2 separate regions of the Mus musculus genome follow, and region 2 is linked to region 1. A link is a contact called in public Hi-C data. All regions are on one chromosome and are shown on one strand. Each heading gives the region's core, a stretch centred on a gene start, on an enhancer-like site or on the middle of the called end of the contact. The rest is flanking DNA. Distances are from core to core; before and after follow the strand shown. Region 1 overlaps Slc7a11 (solute carrier family 7 (cationic amino acid transporter, y+ system), member 11). Region 2 has its middle 41 kb from the start of Gm6209.

Region 1 (7,896 bases), core at 2,490-4,989:
CCTAGCTACTTTAAAATTTGGTAAATATGTGCTCATTAGGAGAATACAAAACCAAGATAATTCGGTGGTTTGGGGGCGGTCTGTGAATCTCTGTCCAGACAGGCAAAGTGGGCGGGCAGGGTTTAAATCCTGGAAATTCCACTCAACTCTCTTATAGAAATGACAGCTCCATTGACATCATGTTTAGAGAACAGGGAGTTTTTCTACTCTGCTTAGTCACAGACTTGTATCGTGAGCCTGAAGGTCTGAAAAGCACCCAGACACCCATGCTGGACCACAGCTTACTCAGCTTGTGGCTTAGGAAGAAGAAAGTCCCAAGACTCAGAGCACGGTGTCCTTGAGTCCAGTGAGTACTTGCATTCTCCCAACACTGTCCTTTGGTAATCTCTCCCTGGTGAGAGGACATTGCATTAGGAGAAACAAGTAGATAAACATGTACAAATGTCCAGGGCACATTGAGCCTTTCTTACCTAAGGCTCTACACAGCCGGAAAGGAGCACCTGAGATCTGTGACCCCCAGCACTGACCAGCTCAGCGCTTTTGTCATGTCAGACAGAAGACAAAAGCTAACCGTGTCTTCTGTGTCAATTTCTCTGTTTGCTCCCCGAGGATGAAATACAGAAAGTGGAAGTTTGATTGCTTGACTGTAACAGTAATGGAAAAATTAAATATAGCCACTCAAAGAGCTACCAAGCTCTTTTTAGGAGCCAGTGTATGTGTGAAGACACCAGAGCCGTTAGACTTAGCTTAGCTATCCCTTTACAAAATCCTGAAATTCCAGCATCTCCACCTTGTAATGTTTCTCATGACCTTCACTAAATGACTTCTGCTATTCTAGGGACCACATTATTTTTTTGTACAACATTAGAAATCTGGATGGCAAAGCTACAGACTTTACTATTTGTAGGTAGAGCGTTTTATTAAATTTCATACAGGACATGTTTAATGGTGATGTTTCCCCACCAGCTAATTTCAAGGCTACAATCTTCCCATTGCCACCTGTCTTAGATTGTAGATGTTTACCTTTTAACTCTCACCTTATAGACTAGTATGACTTATTTTCTCAAGCCAAGTTTATCGTGACTTAACCATGACAAGGGGATACTTTAATTAACTAAGGCATACAAGACATTTCAATGTTCAGGTGTAAAGGAAGATAAATAAGAACATAGCTATTAGTACAAGGTGATAATATGAAGATTTGAGACATTGCTATTTGTTCCTGAAAGAATGGGAATAGAATAGCAGCAGAATCAGAAGGAGAAATGGCATCATGGGAAACAACAGAGATGATACTTTGGAAAGGTGGGACCTGGGATGCCTACAAGAACCCTGTGCAATGTAGATATCTCAGGCCTTCAAAATGACTTCATTTACAGTATCATGTATTCTAACCTGTCACCTTCATTTTGTGTAAGAGTATGCCACTTAAGTTTCAACTCTTCACATATTAATGCACATTTAAAGTATATGCTATAAAGATAAATTCATTAACAATTTTCTATATGGTACCGTGTGCCATCTACAAAATATGAAGGTTTTTGATTATAGCATTCTCACGCTAAAATGCACACCAAGTCTGGGCTGCTGTGCCTTTCCCAGGGAGGAACTATCTACTCTACCTCTATAGGAGAGAATGTAAGGAAAGTAAAGAAAATAGAGCACAGCAGCAAATACCTAGCAAATACAAAGAACCATAGCCCATCTCCTTAGAAAGTCAAGTACATCAACAGTCTACATCTGTAAAATGGCCTCCATGTCAACGATTACAAATGCTTACTTCTGAAATGAGATAAATTCTCCCTCACTGAGAGTAGTGTTTCAAGCAATGGTGCCATTTACCTTGTGATAATGAGCAAACTAAGCATTAAGGCAAGAGAGATAGGGGAAGAAAAGAGAAAAGACGAGAGAGAGAGAGAGAGAGAGAGAGAGAGAGAGAGAGAGAGAGAGAGAGAGAGAGAGAGAGAGAGAGAGAATGAGAATGAGAATATATCACATATACAAATCCTGGCCTGGTAATTTCTAGAGATTGCAAATAGGTCAACATCTTGTTGTTAAGAAATATAAAAATAAGCTGGATATAATGATGCATGCCTTTAATCCCAGCACTCAAGAGACCCAGATAGATGTATTTCTGTGTGCTTGAGTTGTGAGCTAAGTTCTAGAATACCCAGAGTTACATGATAAGAAGAGTTTGTCTCAAGAGCAAGAAGAAAGAAAGAAAGAAAGAAAGAAAGAAAGAAAGAAAGAAAGAAAGAAAGAAAGAAAGAAAGAAAGAAAGAAAGAAAGAAAGGAAGAAAGAAAGAAAGAACTCAATCAATCAATCAATCCTTGGTTCCCACAAGAAGTTTATTAGGTGAGGATAGAACACACAAACAGCAGGTGAATACCTGTAAATTTGTGAAAATCATGACAAAGGGCCCTGTTCTGTTTATTAGGCTAATCGGTGCAAATAGACAATATGGTCCTAATGGGCTATTGAAAACATCTTCAGTAGTGCAGGAGACTTGGTGAATGATCCTTTCCTGCTCATATTCATGCTTTTAAGAGAACAAAACACACAGAATACTGACTTAAAATCTTCCAGACCACTGAGATTTACCAGGAACTGTCTGTCTCCTGTGAGCACATTTAATAAAGAAAATAAATAGAATCAGGGATTCCTCATAACACAGCATGATCGATTTCCTCACAAGTGTTATTCTTGTTTCCTGGCACACACACAAATCATGAGCCCTGTCCTTAAGGTAATCTTACTGAGTTAGATTCCTGGATGTGGCCCTTGGTTTTATGGTCTAAGAAATTAGCTCATTTCCCCCATTTGACCACCTATACTGTAACTGTCTTCTGAAATTAACTCTGGCCACTGTAGTAGGGTTTCTTTTATCTCAGGTCTCCTCATAGTCCACTCCCCTTCCCAGAGTTTGCATCTTCTGCCAACTACATCGGGTATACTAGAGCTGAAAGGACAGGCAGAGTCTGCCACCATAGCATCCTTCACTAACAAGCAAGATGCTGAGAAAGGACAAAGAACAAAGATAGCTAAATTTAAAGCAAAATAATCCAGATGCAGAAATGGAATCTTGGCTGATGTGGTGGTCACATGTCTATAGTCACAGAGCTGGGCAGCAGCAGCACTGCAAGTTCAAGGTCATCCTGAGCTACATGCTAAGATCCTAGCCCAGAAAAACAAAAGGCAGAAAAACCTAGAATCTTCTCTGACCCATGTGGCTCTATGAGCACAGCACCACTTTGAAGCTCACTTTGTCTAGCAGGATCAATGGTCTACCAAGCTGTCTCCTGTCCTGTGGTCATACTGTTAGCTCTCTCTTTACCTACGTCCAACTTTCCCCGGAATATCCAATGGGTGATAGACGGTCTTTAAAGTATTTTGCTTGACATACCCACACTCTAACCTATGATTTGTATTTGATGCTAAAAGTCTAAGGGCTGCCTCCTCCTCTTCCTCCTCTAGCACCTACCCACTCCTCTGTGTGTGTGTGTCTGTGTCTGTTTATCTGTTTGTGGTTATGTCCATCTAATGTGGGTATGTTCATCTGTATTCAGGTCTCTGTGAAAGCTAGAAGGCATAGGATCCCTTGGAGGTGGTGGTATGTGTGCTTGTAATCCATCCAACATGGATACTGGGAACTGAACCTGAATCTTGAAACAGCAGCAAGCGGTCCTAACCACTAAGCCATCTTTCCAGCCTTAAGATTCATCTATTTCACCAGATTGTGACGACTTTCCTTTCTGTCTCCAAGAACACGAGTCATCTGCATGACCATTGACTTCTTCACATTTCCCCATCCAAAAGCAGAACTTGAATTTCCTAAAACTCAAAGCAAGGTTAGTTGCTAGCATGTCCTACAGTTCCAATGCTAAAATCTCAAGGTTGATATCAAACAAGATACTGGACAAGAGTCCTTTACATTTATTTTGGAAATTTACATGACTAACCAAATTCTCTGGCTTGGATAATTTTGAGTTATAAATATTCTTTATAAACAAACCATCTCCTCTCGTCTCATTTGCTTTTCCAGTAGCAGAGAGAATCAATAAATGGATCATTTTTCACTAATAAAGAAACACCTGCAGCCCTGTATTTACGAAGGGAGTGCAGGGACAAAGTGTTGATTCATCTTATTCTCTAAGTAGGTGGATCTCTATCTTAGGCCAGGGATAGGTGACTATGTTTCTTCTGCTGCATGCCATGTCACTGTGTCTCCCTAGCAGTGGAAGAAGTGTCAGTTAACTTCTCAAAGATGCTGTTTTATTATGACCAAACACGCAAAAGAAGGTTAAAGAAGTCCCCACCACTATAACTCCATTTAAACTGGTTGTCACAAGAAGAAAACCCACTGGACTTGAAATCAAGTTAATATTTCCAAGCACTGATTTCCATTCTCCAAAGACTTTCCTTGGCACCTGCCTGCCAGTCTCAATGACTGCTAGATCAGGTCCCAAAGCCTTCCAGTGGAAGCTTAGGCTTCCCACAGGCCAACATCTGCAATGTCCTACACAGGATGCATTACGCATCAGTCCCTGAAAGCAATCATTCTTCTACAGTTTCTGGATGCCCAGGCCCTGCGTCAGACACCTCCATCTCTCTGTTCTGCTTTCTACTTCCTCTTCTTCTATAGTAAAGTTCTATAGTTACTTCCTTAGTTCACACTGATGTCTTTTGTGATCAAGGGCTCACTTCTGCCTTTCCTCCCACAAGATTAACTGGTTTGTTAGAAAGACTCTGAGCTCTGGAGCTAGAAAATCATAGACTGTTGTCCTAATCTCTCTGGACAACTGCATAGCCATAAGAATGAAGGCATTCTACTTCTTTGAGCCTCAGCTTTCTCCTCTGCATGAGAAACATATCATACAATGAAACAAATCACCTGAGTTACTAACCCCTGTAGCCCATCTATGAGCCAGATTAAAATGCTGTTTGTATATTTACTAAAGAAATATTTTTAAAGCTGTGCATATATATATACATATATGTATATGTGTGTGAGAAAGAGAGAATATATGTGTATATATGTGTGTATATGAGTGTATGTGTAAGTGTGCAAATATATATTTCTATTTAATATATTTATATATGTATATAAAACAAGATTTTATATCTTTATATTATGTAAAAATTAACAAAATTTTAGCTTGCATTCTTGTAAACTGTACTAACTATCTTCTTTACTGGAAAAAGTAAGGATAAAATGTCTAAAATACATGGTAGAAGCCACTCAAACCAAGACTTGGTTTCGAGGATTTCATAAAATCATTTTCTGATAAGACAGTCAACCTAAAAACAGGTCAAATACAAACAGCCCACCTATTCAACCAGTACCATCAATCAACTGTATGACAATGGCTATCCGGGTGAGGGCATGCTAATATTTATCACAAGAGAAGAAAAAAAATGTCTGCCAAGAAATTCCTTCTGACTCAGATGCATGCATGAGCTGGGCATCATCTGAGGGACTTGGGCATCAGCACAATTCTCTTGCTTCCCTCAGCCTTCTAACTTCTAATGAGAGAGCGATTTGCTGATGGAGCAGCAGTGTTCTAAGCTGATTATTAGTTCACATGTGCAGAAAAGGCACCCTCCGTTCATGAAACAATCATGTTAATCCTTTAATATTTTCAGAGCTTACGCTTATAAAATATTCTAATCTTCAAAGAATATAGGTGTGGGTTGCAGCTGGTGTTTGTAAATTACTTGTTGAGCTCATTAACATGTTTGAATTTCACACATTCATCCTAGGAACCTTGAGGGGGCATAATGTGAGGATTATTATCACCCATACCAGAGTGGTAAACACAGGCTCACCAAGCAGTGTAGGTCTGTATGAGGTCAACCAGCTGCTTACAGCTAGACAGGGTTTGAATTCTGATTTCCTGCAGCAGCATTACTGGCAATGACTCTGAAAGCAAGCATAGTTCGTGTAATGAAGGAATGCCTCTCCCTCACTGCAATGTCTTAACTTCCTCTGGTTCCTCTCAGATGCACTCTGGGAGTAGGTGTGTCTTGTGCCTGTACAAGCCCTATCATTATTTCCAGGGTTTGGATAACCACAAAAAATTATCAAAACAGCTTTAAGGCACAATGTGTGTGAACATAAGGGCCTTCTTATGTCATGAGCTATATGGATATAATAACATATCTTGCATCTATATATTAATAAGAGTTCCAGGGAAAGACTAGAAATGGGTCAGTGCGAGTGGCTAAGCAGGACCAGTCCACACAATAGAGTTTATGGTTCTAAGATATGTTTCATCCATTACAATCCAGACTGTGAATTTTACTTCTGGGCCACATTTTGGGCATAGTTGCCTGACTTTCAAACACAGACTTACCAAAGAGAGGAGGCAGATTATCTGCATGAATGAGAATACGGATGAAGGGAGTTATGAACATGTGATCTCAAAATTGGGAGACAAGCTAATTGCTGACTTAATACTTCTGAATACAGAGAGCATATACATGTATTCAAGTAGATGCTTCAATACTACTATGGTATAAGCTTCTAGATTTCAGAGACTCTGACACTGAACCCAAAGTGTGAGCTATTTCATCCCTCACTTGGATAATATATATTGTCATCAAGACAGCAACCACCACCCTGCTTATACCATTCAAACAATAATTTATCCCAAATAGAAATGGCTGTGAATTACAAAGTTGCTAGTCAATACACACAATGACTAGCTCAATGCCTTAAAAGGCACCATCATGGTGGCATTGGCCTTTCATCCCAGCAGTCTGGAAATGGATGGATCCCAGTAAGTTCACAGCCATCCTGAGGTTCATTATGAGTTCTGTGCTATCAGAGCTCCATTATTGGAAAGCCTGAATCTAATAATAGTAAATATTATTATTAGGATAGACTGATTCAAGGATATAAAAGTTGCCATAAAAGTGACAACATTTTGCCACTTGTTACTTGTTGCTGTATAAAGGTCTGGTAGAAAAGTGTCACGCTCAGAAACTCTCCAGTTTCCCCTCTAATTGCAACTCTGCCTCCCATCACCCCATCCATGTTACCATTTGTGGCCTCTTATTTTGTGCTAAAAGAAGCAGAAATTGGGTGAAGATAAATAAATTAACCACTGTTATTGATTCCAAACATGACTTTTTTTTCTATTCTAGATGCCAAATATAAACTTCAATGAGATTAAAAATAGAAGTTAGAAATGACTGAACTGAAAGGAAATAAGGAGATTCAAAAGCATTCCCCTTCAAAACTCTGTCTTTTGATGTGGTTGGAATAAAAAAGAAAAGAAAAGTGCTGTGCCCTCCACAAGGCACTTGAAGGATTAGTAGCTGTCTTCTTTGATTGCCCCATGATAAAATATTATAATATAATCCTATAATTTCTGCATCACTTATTTGATACTTCAGCCTTACAGGAACAAAGGGTCTTGGAGCCAAATATATTTTTTATGCATACATGAAACTGAGAAATGCGAGAATTTTGATCCCAAAGTATACCAACGCCATGTCCCACTAGGGAGGAACTTTCACACAAAATACAGCAAGGAAGAAGGAAGAGCAACCTGGTGACCTTGCTTGGTAAAGGGACAACCATGTCACCTTGCCACGTGCTCAGATGCTGGCCTCTGACTGCCTCAGTGGCCCCAACAATATCATTAAATTTCGATGGTGAATCACAATGGAATTGAAATTACTAAACTGTGTATTTTTTATTTCCAGGGAAGCACACCATGGGAACATTTTAATTTGGGTGTTAATTGTTTCAAAATTGAAGAACGTCAGTGTCCCGATTTAAGATAAATCCAATGGTGTTTTGCCAAAAAAAAAAAAAAAAAAAAAAGACATTTTTAGACTGAGATGTAAATTCAGTTTTGCAGTTTGGATTATTTGACAACCTCATTACA
Region 2 (7,896 bases), core at 3,062-5,561, 220 kb after region 1:
CCACAACAGCAAACTAACAAGCAAAGACCTACAGCTTCTGTCTGGCCAAACCGAGACACTTCATTGGGAAATTCTCTTCAGCTATTCAAGGAGGTCATCAAGGCATTTTTTCCATTTAATTTCGACCACATCGTGATTACCAGTTTTTCATGATTTTTTTTTGGTGTGTTCTCTACCATTTCTGCTGTCCTGTACATGTGAACTTGCAGACTGATAGCAGTTATTGCTTCCCTTCATAAGCAGTTCTCCTGACTGAGCCCAGAGACTCAAGCTTATAGCCAGCTGCCACACAGAAAGCACGGTTGTAGCTGTTCTCTGTCTACCTTTGAGTTCTTAAGGTTGAACACTGTTACTAGGCAACAACACCACCTGGCCAGGGGTCTAGTCCATGTGGATAAGCTTTCCTTGGATCATACTTTGTGAGAGCCTCTTCTCCCTGGGAGTCTGAAACAAGCCTTTGGAGACTGGGCCAGAAGACAGATGATTAACAAAGCTTACATAAAACTACTAATAATCCTTCATGGTCATGGTGACACTCTACATTGCCATCTCTGTCAGAGGGAAACCCAAATCAAAAGAATTCATTGAAAACTGGCACAATTCTGTCAGGGCAAAGAAGATAGAAGACGGCAACATTAAAACCTAGGCTAGCTGGCTCTTTTTGAGAAGACACCAGCCTCAGGCAGAGCCCATTGGCAGCTGTCATCTACATTAAACTCCTAAGAGGAGATGGGCATACATTCCCCTGAAACCTGCAGGGCTATGCAGCCAGGCTTTGAAAACTGAAGAGCCTGAGACACACTAAAGGCCAGAAGAGTGTCTTCTCTTTGATAGTTAAGACACTAGAAGCATAACTTGGAATAGACCTTGGATTTCACACAGCTCGGTGTGTACTCTGAATTAATTTCCCTTACAACCTGATGTTCAAAAAAAAAAAAAATCTCAAACTTGGTCTGACAGTGAAACTCCACAGTCAACTGAAGGGGGGATCTCGAATCACCATGGAAACGCTTCCCAAGGTGTCTTCTCTCTGAGGGTACTTCCAGAAAAGTGTGACTGAGGAGAGAAGACACACCTCAAGTGTGGGCCCCAGGCTGAATAAAAAGGAGAAAGTGGGTGGGGTGCTAGGATTTGTCTGTCTGTGCTTCCTGACTCCAGAAGCAGTGCAACCAGCTGCCTCACACTCCTGCCCCGCCTTCCCTCAGACTGTAAGCCACCCCAAACACTTTCGTTAAGTTGCTCTTGTCAGGTATTTTATTCCCCCAAATTAGAAAATTAATGGATATAATTTATAGTGATAAAAGGTGTTCAGTTTCTTCAATGGTAACATTGCATTTTCAAATACTTGGATTTTAAAACCACTCCTCATTTCCCCAGCCCCATGCTTTTATTAGTCTTCCCACAATTTTGCCAGACATCACATATTCCATTTTAACAGAGACAAGCAATTGGAGAGGATGTGCTTCAGAGCTGACTATTGTTTCTACCTTTGTCCATGAGTGTAATCCCTTCTATCAACTCATTACAATTGGATATTGTAACAAGTGGGACTTGGCTATGCAGACTGGCTCAGGAGCTGGGATATTGGTACTTACCAGGAACAAAGTACAAGCTGTCAGGATAACATATCTGAAAGCATGCGGTTATTGGCATAATAATAATCATCCTGGTTAATATGAAGGTTGAACTTTTAAGAATACTAGTGACATCACATGTGCAAGGAGTGAGAATATATGTCTCAGCTCCCTAACAATGCTTGTAATTGTCATTGGCTAGCCATTCGCTGTGACCTCAAGTCCCTACAAATTAATGTCACTAAAGCCATTTCTGCCAAGAATACTATGGAAGCCTTAATCACACCCCACTATTTAAACTCTACAGTCTACGGAGACTTTGAAACTTCTCAAAAGACCTCAAATAATAATGAAGAGATTTCCTACTAATTAGCTGTGGCATGTTTGGACACATCCAAGACAGATTCTCCAAGAACTTCTAGTATAGTTTTGACCTGAAATGAGCCAAACATTACAAATCAAGTCCAAGGTCCATCCTATGTGAAATCCAGTTGACATTTATCAAGCTTCCCCAGAAAGAGACAGAAGTTTCAGACCTAAGAGGTGTGACTAATTAACTGTGTGACTTTGGGAAAATCACTAATGTCTCCTGGATTCAATGCCCCACTTGGAGGTTTCCTCTGCTCAGCATCACAGTCATTTACAGAAAAGTTTTATTCTAGAATCCATGGGAGGCCAGGGCATAAATGTTTCTAACTTTAAGCACTTGTCTATTTTAAGCATCTTTTTGAGAGAAAATAGTCCCAAATGTTTTAAAACTAATTCTTCTTAGCAACTATCCAACAGTCATCAAATTTATTCAAATTAAGTAGCAAATGGAAACATCCTAGAGTAGATATACATTTAGTTTTAGGTTGGCGCTTTATATTTTACATATCATTGAATCCTCAAACAATACAATTAGCAATGGTGCAAAATGAAAGTGGATTGAATCTAAACCGTGGAGCTGCAGGAATAGAAGTTTTTAATCACTGGATGTTTTGTGGCATAACTGAATCACGTTGTTTATGATAATTTTATTACCGAAGCCCTCTTTGAAACAGAGTTATTATATTTTCTGGTGATGTATGGTATCATACTTGCACAGCCCTTTCAGTAATTGGAGCTCCACAAAACTGACTTCTAAGGCTCGTTAATGTGAAAAACGATTGTAAAAGTTAGGTGAGTGCAGTAATTTCATTCTTGCATTAGAACTCCCAACTATGAAAGGGGTGTTCAATATCTCTGCTATTATTATGGTATGATTGACTAGAAGTCAGCTCTTCTTGTCAATGACATTTCCTCATGAACTTTATGTACCTGATCCCGATTTTAACCAAATTGCAAGATTTATTCCAGAAATCTCACAGCAGGGAGTCTAATCTAGAGTCCCCTCTAGAAACATCTGGAGAATTTAGCAAGGGAAAACAAAGTGTACAGCTGAGCCCCACCACAAAATCAACACTCAAGATTCCTAGAGTAGGAAGCAGGTATTGGTATGGCTAGAGAGAGTTACAGGAGACATGTACTCAAGGCTAAACTACTGGCCTTAAGGAATTTTGCTACTGGAACTCCAAAACTCATGCCTTCTTTTCTTCTCTAATCATTTTTCCCTTTCTTTTTCCTTAAGACAAGGACTTTCTATACAGCTAAGGGTGGCCTTGAACTCTTAATTACTCTCCTACAACAGCCTCTACTAGGCTCACCTAAGCCTTATTCTTGTTCTGGCTCTGACAGTTTTGCAAAATACGCTTCATACAGTAGTTGCTTTGGGATCTTTCTTTAAGTGTCTATGTGACAGGTGACACATATGTTATCCATTTTACAGAAGAGGAAACCTTCCGTTTTCCAAAGGACCACAGATAATAAATGAAGAAGTAAGAAGAAGGACTCAGGGTCTTGGAAGGTAGCAGAGCATTGTCACCCACCAAAAGCTACTATCTCCAAGAAGTACTTCTAGAAAGGCTTAAGAAGAAAGAGCCTTCCTTTGTGTGATGCAGGCTGTGTGGGTTTGGGAACCCTCAGATGGAGCCTGGAATTTAAAATAGAGAACTTAGACAATTGAATAGAGAAAGCCTAGGTGGAAAGAAAGCCAAGGGCAGAGAGAGTGAGCACAGAACAAAGGAAAAGTAAGTGTTCTGGAAAACACATGCCTTGGTTTAAGCCACTAAAAGGAAGGACAAAATGAAGGAAGGAAAGAAGGAAGGAATGAAGGAATGAATGAAGGGATGGAGGGAGAGTGAGAGGGAGGGTGGGAGGAAGGAAACTAAAAAATTAAAATAAAAAGCCCACAGACCTCAACTTTATATGTCATTCTGTCACATAAAACCATTCTATTAGAGGCCAGTGGTGGCTTATTCAGTAACTATCATTATGCCTAGGCGCTAAAACAGTGACTACAGTCCTGAAATCAGATGCCTTTGAGAAACACTGAAATTTTACATATTCCCAATCATAGCATCATAGTTGGGAGTAGAGGTGACTTCTTACCGGCTGCCATCAAGTTAGGAAGCTAGCAGAGTTCTGTAGTAAGTAAACACTTACAGGAAGTGAGTTGAGGGAAGTTCCAGACCTGGAAAGTGGAGCAGGAGAGGGTCAAGATTGGATCCACATAGCAACTCCCAAACCCATGAGCAAACACCGAATGGCATGGCATCGGAGACTTGGACCAGATGGAGAAAGAGTTCTGTTCTGCCCCTTCTTATCTGACCAATACAGCAGCCCAGAGTTAATAAGTACAGGCGTCTCCAACTACAAGCCACATCTTCCGGTTGCTGGTCTACACGGTGAATGAGAAAGAGGAAGCAAATCTGCATACAGAGTCAGCCCTCAAAGATGGCACATGGCCAAACAGCTCGAGAGCAGGAGCTAGTCACAGGCCGGTATCTTTCCATCATCCAGTTTAATACTTATAAGAAAGTTGCTCATATTTGTTTGTGTGTTTTATTTTTCTTATTCTTTTATCTTTTTAATGTCTACTCCCTTTCTCATTTTATCCTGTCAAGTCTTCTGATCAGAGAAAGTCGCTCCTCGAAGGGGCCAAGTTGGCCTAGGACTAGCAGTCACCCAGTCCCAAACTTCTAAACAGTGACTGTATAAACACGGGCTACCACACCCGTGTAATATTTGATTTTTAATCTCCCTCCCTTAGTCTTTACCATTGTAAATTCTTTTTCATTCTTCGGTAATATTTATTTTCTCTCATTTCTCCATTTTTCATCGTTTGTCCTTTAGGTTTTTAAAAGAATTTTATTGTTTTCTGTTTGCAGGTTTGTGGGGTTGGTTGGTTTGTTATTTTATATTCCTTTTTTATTTACTTAATCCTTAACTACGTCTTCTATGTCTCTTCGTCTTCTCCCTTATCCTTTCAATTTACTTTTTCTCTTCTTTTTCTATTTTTTTTTCTTCTGGTACTTGCCTTAGTTTTGCCATTCCATTTCTCATTAATGTCATATTAGATTTAACAATATGTCTTTGCTCCTTTTTTCTAATTTTCATAAGATTATTATGACATTGGCTGTAATTGGTTATGACCATGATTACTTTGTGTTTTTTCTATAGGTTATGGTTTCTTCTGTGGTCCACTGGGCTGGGCCTGGTGCCTCGATTTTAACTGTGGTTTAAGTGGCCAGCATAGTTGTGATAAATTAATTCTTTACCCTGCCATAGCCTAGACCTGCCCATTGCTCAGTGATTACTTTATCTCAAAGAATATAAGACAACCAAATTCCCAGCCAATGACTTGTCCTACATGCACAAATCCCAATACAGACAAATTAAAAAATATGTAAGTAATTAGTGTGACTCCTCCAAACAATAGTTCATGATGGGTAGATAAAATTCTGAATAAAGAGTTAAAAGAAGAAACTATAGAAATGGTTGCTATTTACAGAGAATATCATTAAAAACCTAAATGAGTTAAAATAGGATAAAAGTAAAGAGCTAAATAAAATACAGAACAAAATGAAAGATATATAGAGAGAATCCAGTAAAGATACAGAGACTCTGAAGGAAAGTAACAAACTGAAATTTAGGGAATGGAAGGTTCCACAAGTTAAATTTTAAAAACTAACTTGATTAATAGCTAGATTAAATAGAAGATAGGTCACTGGATTCATAGATAAGGTGGATTACTTAGGATAATCAGACACTATATTATAAAAGAAATTATCAACACTACATAGACTTTTCAGATACCAGTAAAATTCCCAACTTACAAATTATATGTACAGAAGGAGAAGAGGTGCACACTAACAGCATAGAAAAATATATCTAATAAGAAAGTTTCAGAAAGAGGTAGAGATCTGGATTCTGGAGCGTATTGGAACCCCAAATAGATAGAACCAAGAAAGAATCTCCTCAAACTGCATTATAACTAATACACTCCATATACAGAGTAAAGGGAATATTGAAAATGCAAAAATGAAGGTCCAAGTCACGTATAAAAGCCAACACATCAGGATGATAGCAGATTTACCAGCAGGAACTCTAATGCTTGGGTTGGCACATGGCAACCACAGTCAATCTTCAGTATCAACTTGATTGGATTTAGAATCACTGTGAAAGCATACTTCTGGGTGTTCTTGAGTATTTTCACAAATGTTATTTGACGGAGAGTGAGTAGCCCTAATCCACAGGCTGAGATTCCTTACTAAATACAAAGTGAGTATCCACATCCATCTCTCTCTGTTCCCTAACTGCAGGTGCCATGTGACCAGCCACCTCAACACCTTCAATACCTGCTAGGCTTCGATGGTCTGTAACTCTCAAACTGTGGGACAAAATAAACTCATCCTGCTTTGTGTAGCATCGTCAGATATCTTATCACAGCAACAAGAAAACTAGCTAATACAATGTGGAGTGATGTGCTTCAATCCCAAAAGGAAAATCGACCAGCCTAGATTACCATACACTATAAAGTGTTCCTTCAAATTGAAGAATAAAGATTCCCCATGATGATCCAAATCAAAGGAACTCATGATTGATAAGATAGTACTACAGAACGTTATTAAAGAAATCTTACACATAGGAAAGAAAAATATAGACAGCTACAAAATACAATAAACATTAAAGTCATAAAATAGACAAACAAATGATAATTAGGAAAGAGTCAAAATATTACAAAAACTATGAAATTTCAGAAAATAATACATACATCTCAATAATAACTCTGGGTATATTAATGGTCTCAAATTTTCAATGAAGTGACAGAAAATTGCTCCTTAAAAATAAAGCCCAACTGCTTGCTGTCAACAAGAAATGCACTCCACTGGCAAAGATACACAAAGATATGCATATAGCTTGAAAGCAAAAGGATGAAAAATGATATTCCAAGCAAATGGTACCCAAAAGCAAACTTAGATTTCTAGAGACTCACATCCAAAAAGTATATTTCAAGGCAAAGAGACAAAAGTCATTTAATAAAAAAGATATGACAACTATAAGAATGTATGTACCAAATGTTGGCAAACCTATTTTATAATACTCACTGCTGACAATAAACCTACAGATAGGACCCAATAAAGTGACAGTAACTTCACAACTTCATTCTCAGGAATACACAAGTCAACTGCACTTTAAGAGCCAACAAAGAAACATTAAGTGATGCTATGGACCACCAAATAGACTTACCAGACAACTACAGAACAACATGTCACAATAGCAGAATACATATTCTCAGCAGCTTCAATGACTATTTTTAGGTGTCAACTTGAAACACTAGGAAAGAGGAAACATCATTTGAGAAACTTCCTCATTGGATTGGCCTATGGGCATATATGCAGGGCATATATACCATGTGGGTAGCACCATCCTTAGGTACTTAGGCTGGGCTGTACTAGCAAAATAGCTGAGCAAATCAGAGCAAGAATGCCTGTAAGAAACATTCCTTCATTATCTCTACTTCAGTTCCTACCTCCAGGTTCCTGCTTGAGCTCCTGACCTGACTTCCCCTAATGATGGACTTTCCTCTCCAAGTTGTTCTCGGTTGTGGTGTTTTATCACACCAATACAGAAAGCTAACTAGGACAGCCATCCAGGGGACTTTATCTAAAGTGTATTACATTTTGAGATATTAAACCATATCTTAAAGCATAAAAGAAATTGAAAAGACTTCTTGTACTTTATCAAATCATAATAAAATAAAGTTAGATGTTACTTGCAAGATAAGTTACATAAAGTATGCATGGATATAAACATTTTAAAATTACCAATTGCTTAGCAAGTTTTTGCTCATTTTTGCAATATTTTAAAAAGGGAATAAAGATATGAAAGAATTGAGACTATTAGGAAGAGAACAGGAACTCGTAGGACAGGGACTTGAGAATGAGTAAGAGTTATGACC

The links. Hi-C and Micro-C count contacts between places; a contact is called where the count stands out from the background.
Region 2: a contact with region 1 is called in a Hi-C map of bone marrow-derived macrophages, with 2.5 times the contacts expected there. The contact joins two enhancer-like sites. A contact is called at or near these places in 4 of 484 Hi-C or Micro-C datasets (bone marrow-derived macrophages, liver and macrophages) and 2 of 115 datasets of contacts at active chromatin or transcription factors (bone marrow-derived macrophages and embryonic stem cells).

The regions. Positions count from the first base shown.
Region 1 is chr3:50,402,357-50,410,252 of GRCm38.p6, forward strand. The region is part of intron 6 of Slc7a11 (solute carrier family 7 (cationic amino acid transporter, y+ system), member 11); the gene reads right to left. Among named protein-coding and RNA genes, the nearest start is that of Slc7a11, 37 kb to the right of the region's middle. Within about 2 kb of position 3,740, at least 57 of the 459 cell types and tissues checked have an H3K27ac peak or open chromatin away from gene starts, as enhancers often do. A contact at or near this core is called in bone marrow-derived macrophages, where this site is marked.
Region 2 is chr3:50,624,185-50,632,080 of GRCm38.p6, forward strand. No RefSeq gene overlaps it. Among named protein-coding and RNA genes, the nearest start is that of Gm6209, 41 kb to the left of the region's middle. Within about 2 kb of position 4,312, at least 51 of the 459 cell types and tissues checked have an H3K27ac peak or open chromatin away from gene starts, as enhancers often do. A contact at or near this core is called in bone marrow-derived macrophages, where this site is marked.